2 separate regions of the Gossypium hirsutum genome follow, and region 1 is linked to region 2. The links are chromatin contacts, called in public Hi-C maps. All regions are on one chromosome and are shown on one strand. Each heading gives the region's core, a stretch centred on a gene start, on an enhancer-like site or on the middle of the called end of the contact. The rest is flanking DNA. Distances are from core to core; before and after follow the strand shown. Region 1 holds the start of LOC107943205 (protein TIC 56, chloroplastic). Region 2 holds the start of LOC107948950 (ammonium transporter 2).

The links. A called contact is a pair of places that touch in the nucleus more often than the background predicts.
Region 1: a Hi-C map of leaf shows a contact between it and region 2, with 4 times the contacts expected there. The contact joins the promoter of LOC107943205 here to the promoter of LOC107948950 in region 2. A contact is called at or near these places in 2 of 34 Hi-C or Micro-C datasets (leaf and petal).

What each region holds. Positions count from the first base shown.
Region 1 is chrA04:78,501,316-78,505,181 of Gossypium_hirsutum_v2.1, forward strand. LOC107943205 (protein TIC 56, chloroplastic) reads left to right here and starts at 1,657. Exons shown (of 5, transcript XM_016876949.2): 1 at 1,657-2,543; 2 at 2,678-2,875. The coding sequence starts at 1,844.
Region 2 is chrA04:78,312,366-78,316,542 of Gossypium_hirsutum_v2.1, forward strand. LOC107948950 (ammonium transporter 2) reads right to left here and starts at 1,420. Exons shown (of 4, transcript XM_041111424.1): 1 at 590-1,420; 2 at 223-508; 3 at 1-61. The coding sequence starts at 1,234.

The DNA.
Region 1 (3,866 bases), core at 407-2,906, 190 kb after region 2:
GTTACTCGTTTTAGTACCTCACAACTAACGGCATTAAAAAAATAGTCATCCAATTAAAACATGTCACATCATCGATGACATGGTAAGTTAATTAGTGATATGACGTGTTGATCGATGATGATGTGGCATGTAAACCAATAAAAAAATCATCAAAATTTTTTAAATTTTATTTAAAATAAAAAACTTGCAAAAATTATAAAAAAATATAGAACTTAGTAAAAATTATTTAGAAAATCTTAAAATTTATTTAATTATATAAAAAACATGTAAAAATTATTTAAAACTATTAAAAAGTTGTAAAATTTCCTGGAAAAATTTAAAAATTCTTTAAAAATTATTAAAAATTATTAAAAATTATTAATTTCTTTAAAAAAATTGTAAAATTAATTATTAAGATAGAGAGTACAATATTATTCAAATAAAGAGATTAATGATTGATCCCTATGCGAATGGGTTCGCAGTGATAGATTTCATGCATTATAATGTTAATTAGGCCTCCACCTCCCTTTGTAGTGGAAATTTTTTCAATAAAATGCTTGTGAAGTTTTGGTAAATAGCCTAAACTTTGAATTCAAATATTAGAATAGAATTTCAAGAAGAATTGTAAAAATTATTGTAATTTTTAAATTTCTTATGACTTTCACAATTTTTAAATAATCTTTGCAATCTTTAATTTTTTAATGATTTTCACATTTTTTACATTTTAAAAAATTATAGTTTTTATAATGGTTAAAAATATTAAGAATTTATAAAAAAATTATAAAAATTGTAATTTTTTTTAAAAGTTTAACAATTTTTTTTTACATTTTAGAAATTTTTAATATTTTTATATATTTTATATATTCAAAACAAATTTTTAAATTTTTTTACTAATTTTTATAATTTATTTATAATTTTTGTAATTTTTTTAAATAATTTTTTGACTGATCAACAATTGGTCAATGCAAGTCAAAGCCTAATTAATGCGCTACATCACTAGTCACTTTGTCATGTCATCGGTCAATACACCATGTCACTTGTCAACTTGCCATGTCATCAATGATGTGGCACATTTTTTATTGATCAACTTTTTTTAAAATGTTGTTATTGTAAAGTACATAGAACAATAAAAATTTAAATACCAAAGTAAAAAAATGAATATAATGTAACGATTAAATTATAAATAAAGCCATAATTTTATAATAAATTATATGCTAATGCCATCATTAGTTGTATTGAAATTAAATTGCTAGCATTCCTTATTAAAAATATACATGAGAGAGTAACTATTTATGAGTTTGGTAGGATTTAGATCCTATTTTTTAAAAAAAAGCTCGAATGGTGAAATTTGTCTAAATGATTTATTTTATTATTTAAAAAAATTATAAAATAACTAACATTAATATAGAATGAGTAAATATTTAATAGATTAACAATATAAATTTTTTTATTTTACAAAAAGTCTTAAAAAAATTGACACGTTATATATTATTTTTAAACAAGTTAAGCTTAAGCCGAGTGAATCAGAATTTAAAAATCTAAGCTAATTTAAAAATCTAAGCTCAAGCTCGGCTGGTTTGAAGGACAAGTGGAATCCAATAACCTAAAAATAATTGGAAGGAAAGCCCAAAAATGGTTATGTAACCAATTATATTTTGGGTCATACGAGAATCCAATAGCTCAAAACAAATAGGCCTAAGCTTTTTTGTAAAACCTCTTCGGCCTTTCACTCTTGTTATTTGGAAAGGACATACTATCCCAAATCTTCTCGGTTAGCAGTTGCTCTCCTCCATTGCCGAATAGCTAAACTCCATTCCCCTTAACCTCACTAAAACCCTAAACCCTTTGAAGCAAACCTCCCCCCATGGCTTCAATCAACTTCAATCCCTTCGAAAGTTGGTTCAGGAAACCTCAAAACCCAATCCAACCCATCAACCTTCTCTCACTCGCTCACTCATTCCGCTCCAAAACATTCTCTTCCTCTCCCAATTTCGCTTCTATAAACTTCTCCAGCCCCTTCAACAAAAAACCCAAGAAACCCGACTCGGATTCCGATACACCCGGACCGTACAAGCAGATGCTGGACCAGTTCTTTTGGGAATGCGAGAACCTCCCTGATTACAGGCACACTCCGGAGGTCGAAAAGATTTTGGATGAGGACCCCGTTTTCGAGAAGAAAGAGAATCCAACAGAAGAGGAAATTAAAGAGAATGAAAAATGGTGGCGTGATTTCAGGGCAAGTCCCGTGGTTCAGTTTTTGGCTAGAGCTGAGGAAATTGCTGACGAGATCAATAGAACGGAGCTTAAAGAAAATGAAGAGCCGTTCAGGAAGGAAGATAAGAAACTGTGGCAAGCGCTTCCACATGTGATTGGGTTGGATGGGAGGCCTATGCCTAGAAAAGCTATCAAGACCAGAGAAGAGAGCGATGATAAGTTTTGGGATTTCACGAAACAGTTCTTTTTTGGGCTTTGGGGGTTCCGCCAGAGACCTTATCCACCTGGTAAACCCATTGATGTTGCTCAAGCTATTGGGTATAAGCGGCTCGAGAAGCGTTACTATGACTGTAAGTTCGGTTCATGTATTTGTTCCGAGAGTGGTTTTTAGTGGTTTAGTTTCTATGTGGAAATGTACATTGTTGATTTGCCTGGCTCTGCTACAAATTGCTTTAGAATTTTTTGAGTTATTTTGTGGATACAGTTATCATGAGAAGTGGAGGCTGGTACTACAAAGATCGACTGGGGCGCACCCGAGGTCCTTGTGAGTTAATAACCCTCAAAACAGCTTGGGGTGCTGGGATTATTGATAAACACACTTTTATTTGGGGAGAGGACATGGATGAATGGGCACCAATTCATATGGTTTATGGCTTGGAACCAGCAATAGCCACTTGGGAAGGTTTGTTTTTTTTTTCCTTTTTTACTTACGCTTAGGTGCCCAAGGTTCCACTGGGAATGCTCTTTCATAGTTTCAGTAGGTATCATGTAATACCCCTTACCCGTACCCGAGGTCAGGATAAGGTACGAAGCGTTACCGGACAAACATACAAACATTAAACTAAAATACGCGCTATAAAATTTCATTCATATTTCAAAACGTTCATTTACTTACACATAGTCCCTTATTTGAGTCTACGAAACCCAAAACATAATTTAGAAAGTGTTCAGAACTAAACCGAGAACTTACGAAAATCTTGGAAATTTCATGCTTTAAGGCTCCACATGCCCGTATCCCAAAGTCGTGTTCCATACGCGGTTGAGACACATAGTCGTGTCTCTGCCTGTGTGGAATATACCTAGGCTATTTTTCAAGCTTTGGTCAACCTTAATCTCTTACACACTTATACAAAATCAAAAGCATATAACATGATATTTATTTAATGATTGAATATTCTCAATTAAACCACAAACATAGCATTTGTATATCATTATACATGTGTCTCTCATACTCATTTTACATTGTTTATTATAGTACCACTTATGCATTTATACCAAGATTATCATCTTACCAAATAACTTCAGCTTAATCATCAAGTATTCATATTTAAAACTAGATCATATCTTTATAAAATACCACAATTCAGATGCGCAAAATAACATGTTTGCCTGAAACATTTCAATTCAACTCCATACCCAACAAGCATTACATTGAGACTAGTCATATATATATACATGTAATGATACATTTCATTCTCTTTCTGTTTTCTTATAAACACATCATTTATTTTATTATATCAATATTTTATATACCATAGTTTCCATGTATTCCATATATATTTATTTTTCTTTTCCTCCTCTCTATTCCACATCCTTAATGTATATAGTATTTTTGTAAGTATGATTTCACAATTTACTAATAAATGCTCACATCAAACTGTCCACACGAGTTA
Region 2 (4,177 bases), core at 170-2,669:
ACCCATGGTATACTGCCCGAAAGCAATCCCATTACTATTGCAGCCCAAGGTTGCACCAAGCCTGCAACAAATTAACAAACACTTTGAATGTGTACAAAGGACTAAATTCTTGAAATTAAAGTAGAGAGAGAAAAATTCAAAAGTTCAAAAAGTATAGGGACTGGAAACAAATTAAACTTTTTTTTCTCAAATTCCTGGTACTATAGAGAATTACGATCGAACCTGCTCCTGGAGTGATGCAAACTAGTCCCGTCATCATTCCCTGAACAGCTCCGATAACGGAAGGCTTCCCAAAGAACACAACATCGAGAGATGTCCACACAAGGAGACTGGTTGCTGCACAAACGTTTGTGTTGAGTACCGCTATCGAAGAGTCAATATTTGCAGCATATGGGGCTCCTCCATTGAACCCTGACCATCCCATCCACAGCAACCCTGCACCTGCAAGCATCAGTAAAACATTGTTTGGGGGAAACCTCTCTCTGTCGCTCTTTAGCCTTGGTCCAACCTGTTTGATTTATGTTACCAAATTGTAAGAATTTTATACACGAAATTTGATGATACGAACGAATAGTTTGATTTATGTTACCCAGTATGCGGCTGTGAGACCGGCGATCCCAGAAGAGAGGTGAATAACATATCCACCGGAGTAATCGATGACACCCCAGTGATAAAGAAAGCCTCCACCCCAGAGACTAAAAGCTCCAACAGTGTATGAAAATATAAGCCATAGAGGCACAAAAGCCATCCAGGCCTTAATATTCATGCGGCCGAGGACTGAACCAGCTAGCAAGATAAGGGTAATAGCAGCGAAAGTGAATTGGAAATATACAAGAGAAGCCATGGGAAAAAAGGGCACCGTGGTCTCATAGCGGTCGGTGGTGACCCTGTGCCTACTCTCAGGGACCCTGGCTCGGATAACGAGGTACTTTTGGCCTAGAGCGGGTGCACCCTTGCCCCAGAAAGGGAGAAGTTCATCACCGAAGGCCATGCGGTAGCATACAAGGACCCAGCAAATAAGGACAGCAGCGAAGGCGTAAAGAGCCATGAAGGCAGAGTTGACGGCCCATTTCTTCTTGACGATGCTAGCATAGAGGATTACAAGTCCAGGCATGCTCTGAATCCCCACCAGAGTGGAAGCTGTCATTTGCCATGCATTGTCTCCTTTGTTTAGCCATTGGGGCACTGCTGGGGCTCTCTCATTTACCGTGTAGGCTATCTGATTGGCATCCATGGCTAAACGTAGCTTGTGCTGCGCCGGGTTGACTCGGACGCATACACACCTTGGCAATATCTTTTCTATTTGTAACCGCTCTTAAGTCTTCTTTATATGTTAGGTTGGGTAGAAAAAAGTGAGATGCGTTGTAAGGAACCTTCTTTTTCCTTATTTTACTAAGGATAAAATAAACTTTAGTCAACCTTTTTTCATTTTGACGTGTGAATGGTGATTTGATATTATGCTACATTATCCTATAGTGCTATATCATTTTTCTTAAAAAAAAAATCAAAATCTAAGCAAAAATTATCAAAATTTAAAATTAATGTAACCCACAAAGTTAAAAATAAGAGACTAGATGTCATTGTGTATATCCTTTTCAATAAATACTTCTAGGTTGTTTTGGTAAGTTGTGTGAAAGTTTGGTATATATTCTGGATGAAGTTAGACTTTGTGCAAATGGAAAAGATTGATTTAGGAGAAAGGTCTCTGCCTTTAGACCCACATGTGTTGGCCCTAGCGAACTTGCTAGGCTTGATCAGTCAACGCATTTGCCATGTGATATTATAAATAAAATATGGAAAAATATGACAGTTTCATAGGTAGATTTTGCAACAACATTTTTTTATGTACATAATTTATGGGTTCTTTTTTTCCTTTTATATAATACATATGTCTATAGACCCTCTTAACTTTTAAATAAAATAATAAATATGTTTTTATTATAATTAAATTTATGTTTTTTTTATATTGACAATCGAACTAAAATTTAATCAATAATTTTTATCTTTTTAAACTTTAAAATATACTACTATAATCATAGGTGGATTTGGTGGATATTTTAGCTTTTCAATTTGAAAATTTAGTGATATTAATAAATAAGGTGGATTGATGGAAGCTTCACCGTTGTATCTTTAGGGTGTTTTCTAAGAAAAAGGAAAGAAATTAATTTTAAAAAGTTACAAAATATTAATTAAATTATTTTAAAATTTTTATTAAAATTATTAACAGATGGTTGATGTGATTGTTAAATCACCGTTTATCATATATATTAGTTACGGTAGTTTCCATGCTGCTTTTAGAAAAACGTTTTGAGTGATTGTTTTATCTTCTAACTTTAAATTATATTTAGGAACCTCCTTAATTTCAATTTAGTGTTCTTAGAGAAAATAGGTTAGGTTTGATTCATTAAAAGATAAAAAATAAAAAACACTCAAAACATTTTCTTAAAGCCACGTGGAAATTACGAGGCTAATATATGTTATATATGAAAAATAATGATTTAACCACTACATTAATATTTAACTTTAATGAAAATTTTTTAATAGTTCAATAATCGTTTTGTAAGTTTTTAAAGTTGAGTGATGAAATTGTAAAATTTTAAATAGTTTAATGACTATTTTGTAACTTTTTGAAATTGAGTAACCAAAGTGTAAACTTACGTATAGTTCAAAAATATTGGGTGTAGTTTATCTTAAATAAATAATATTTAAATGGGCATACAACACCATTAGTCATTAAACTATGTGTAAGTTTTAGTTTTGGTTGCTTAACTAAAAAAGTTACAATTTGGTCACTGAACTATTTAAAAGTTTTCATTTAAGTCATTAAGCTATTCAAAAGTTTTATTTAAGTCATTGGTCTGTTGAGTTTATTATTATTATTTTTTAAGTTCTACCAATGAGCTCCAAGTGATGATTTGATGATTGGTAAGTGGATCAAGATCTATCAACGAATAAAAGAACATAATTTAGATCCAGGCTGATTTGATGGTCAATGTCGGATATAGGAGAAAAAAGCTATTTAAATTTTGGTTCACAGATTCTAAGTTGTTTCATGAAAAAAAAATTAAATCGTAAAAGAGAAGGAGAAAGAGAGTTTTCGATTAGTATAAGTAGTATGAACAGAGAAAGTCATATAACATTAATTTTAATAATCCAATGACTTAAAATAAAACTTTTGAGTAGTTCAATGACCAAATTGTAATTTTTTTTAGTTAAGTGACTAAAGTAAACTTTACTCATAATTTAATGGCTAATGGTGTGATTTATCCGATTTAAATTTGATAAAGCAAGTAGCTTTCTCATATCATCTTTGCCTCTCTGGAGTTCGGAGAAGAGCATATGCACAGGGCTGAAGACTATAAGCAGTTTCGGAGATGCCGTGACAGAACTGCTTTGTGACGCCCTTCCATTGCTGTTCTTCATAAAATATATCAGCCAAACAGAATTTATGTATTGTTATTCAATAGAAATTACCCTAATGTTTCCATTGATAGAAACAAGTATTCTTAATGCTGTTTTCAGCAATATTGACTGAAAATGAAAGCAACTTAACTCATCAAATCAAACGATTTTAAAAATCACTACGTCACTTCAAATACATTTAATTCTAATTCCATCTTAAAAAAAAAAGTTTATATGAATCTATTCATTTTGAACTGAAAAAAAAAAATTAAATTCAAGAACTTGAAATAATGACTCCAAATATTTGATTAGTAAGCTCAAATAATTCCAACTCAAAGGATCAAAAATTAAAGCAATTAAACTTACAACTTATATTGACTTGATTGAAAATTAATTCCATCAATTCAAATTGCACGTAACTTGTAATATTAGGGGTTAAATTATTTTTTGGGTTTAGATTTTTTTTTAAGTTAAGTTTTGAACTTGACAATTGTTCTTTTTTATTGTCTAAGTTAAACCTTGAACTTGACAATTATTTTCACATTGAGACTTGAATTTTTTTTATCCATGTTAGTATTTGAAAACCCAAAAGTTAATGCTCCAATGTAGGAATAATTGTCACGTTCAAATCTTAATATGAGAACGATTGCTAAGTTTAATGTCTAACTTGGACAAAAGAAAAGTTCAAGCCCAAATATGAAAATAGTTACCTAGTTCAAGTCTCAATTTAAGAATAATTGCTAAGTTCAAATTCTAAAATGAAAAAAATTATTAA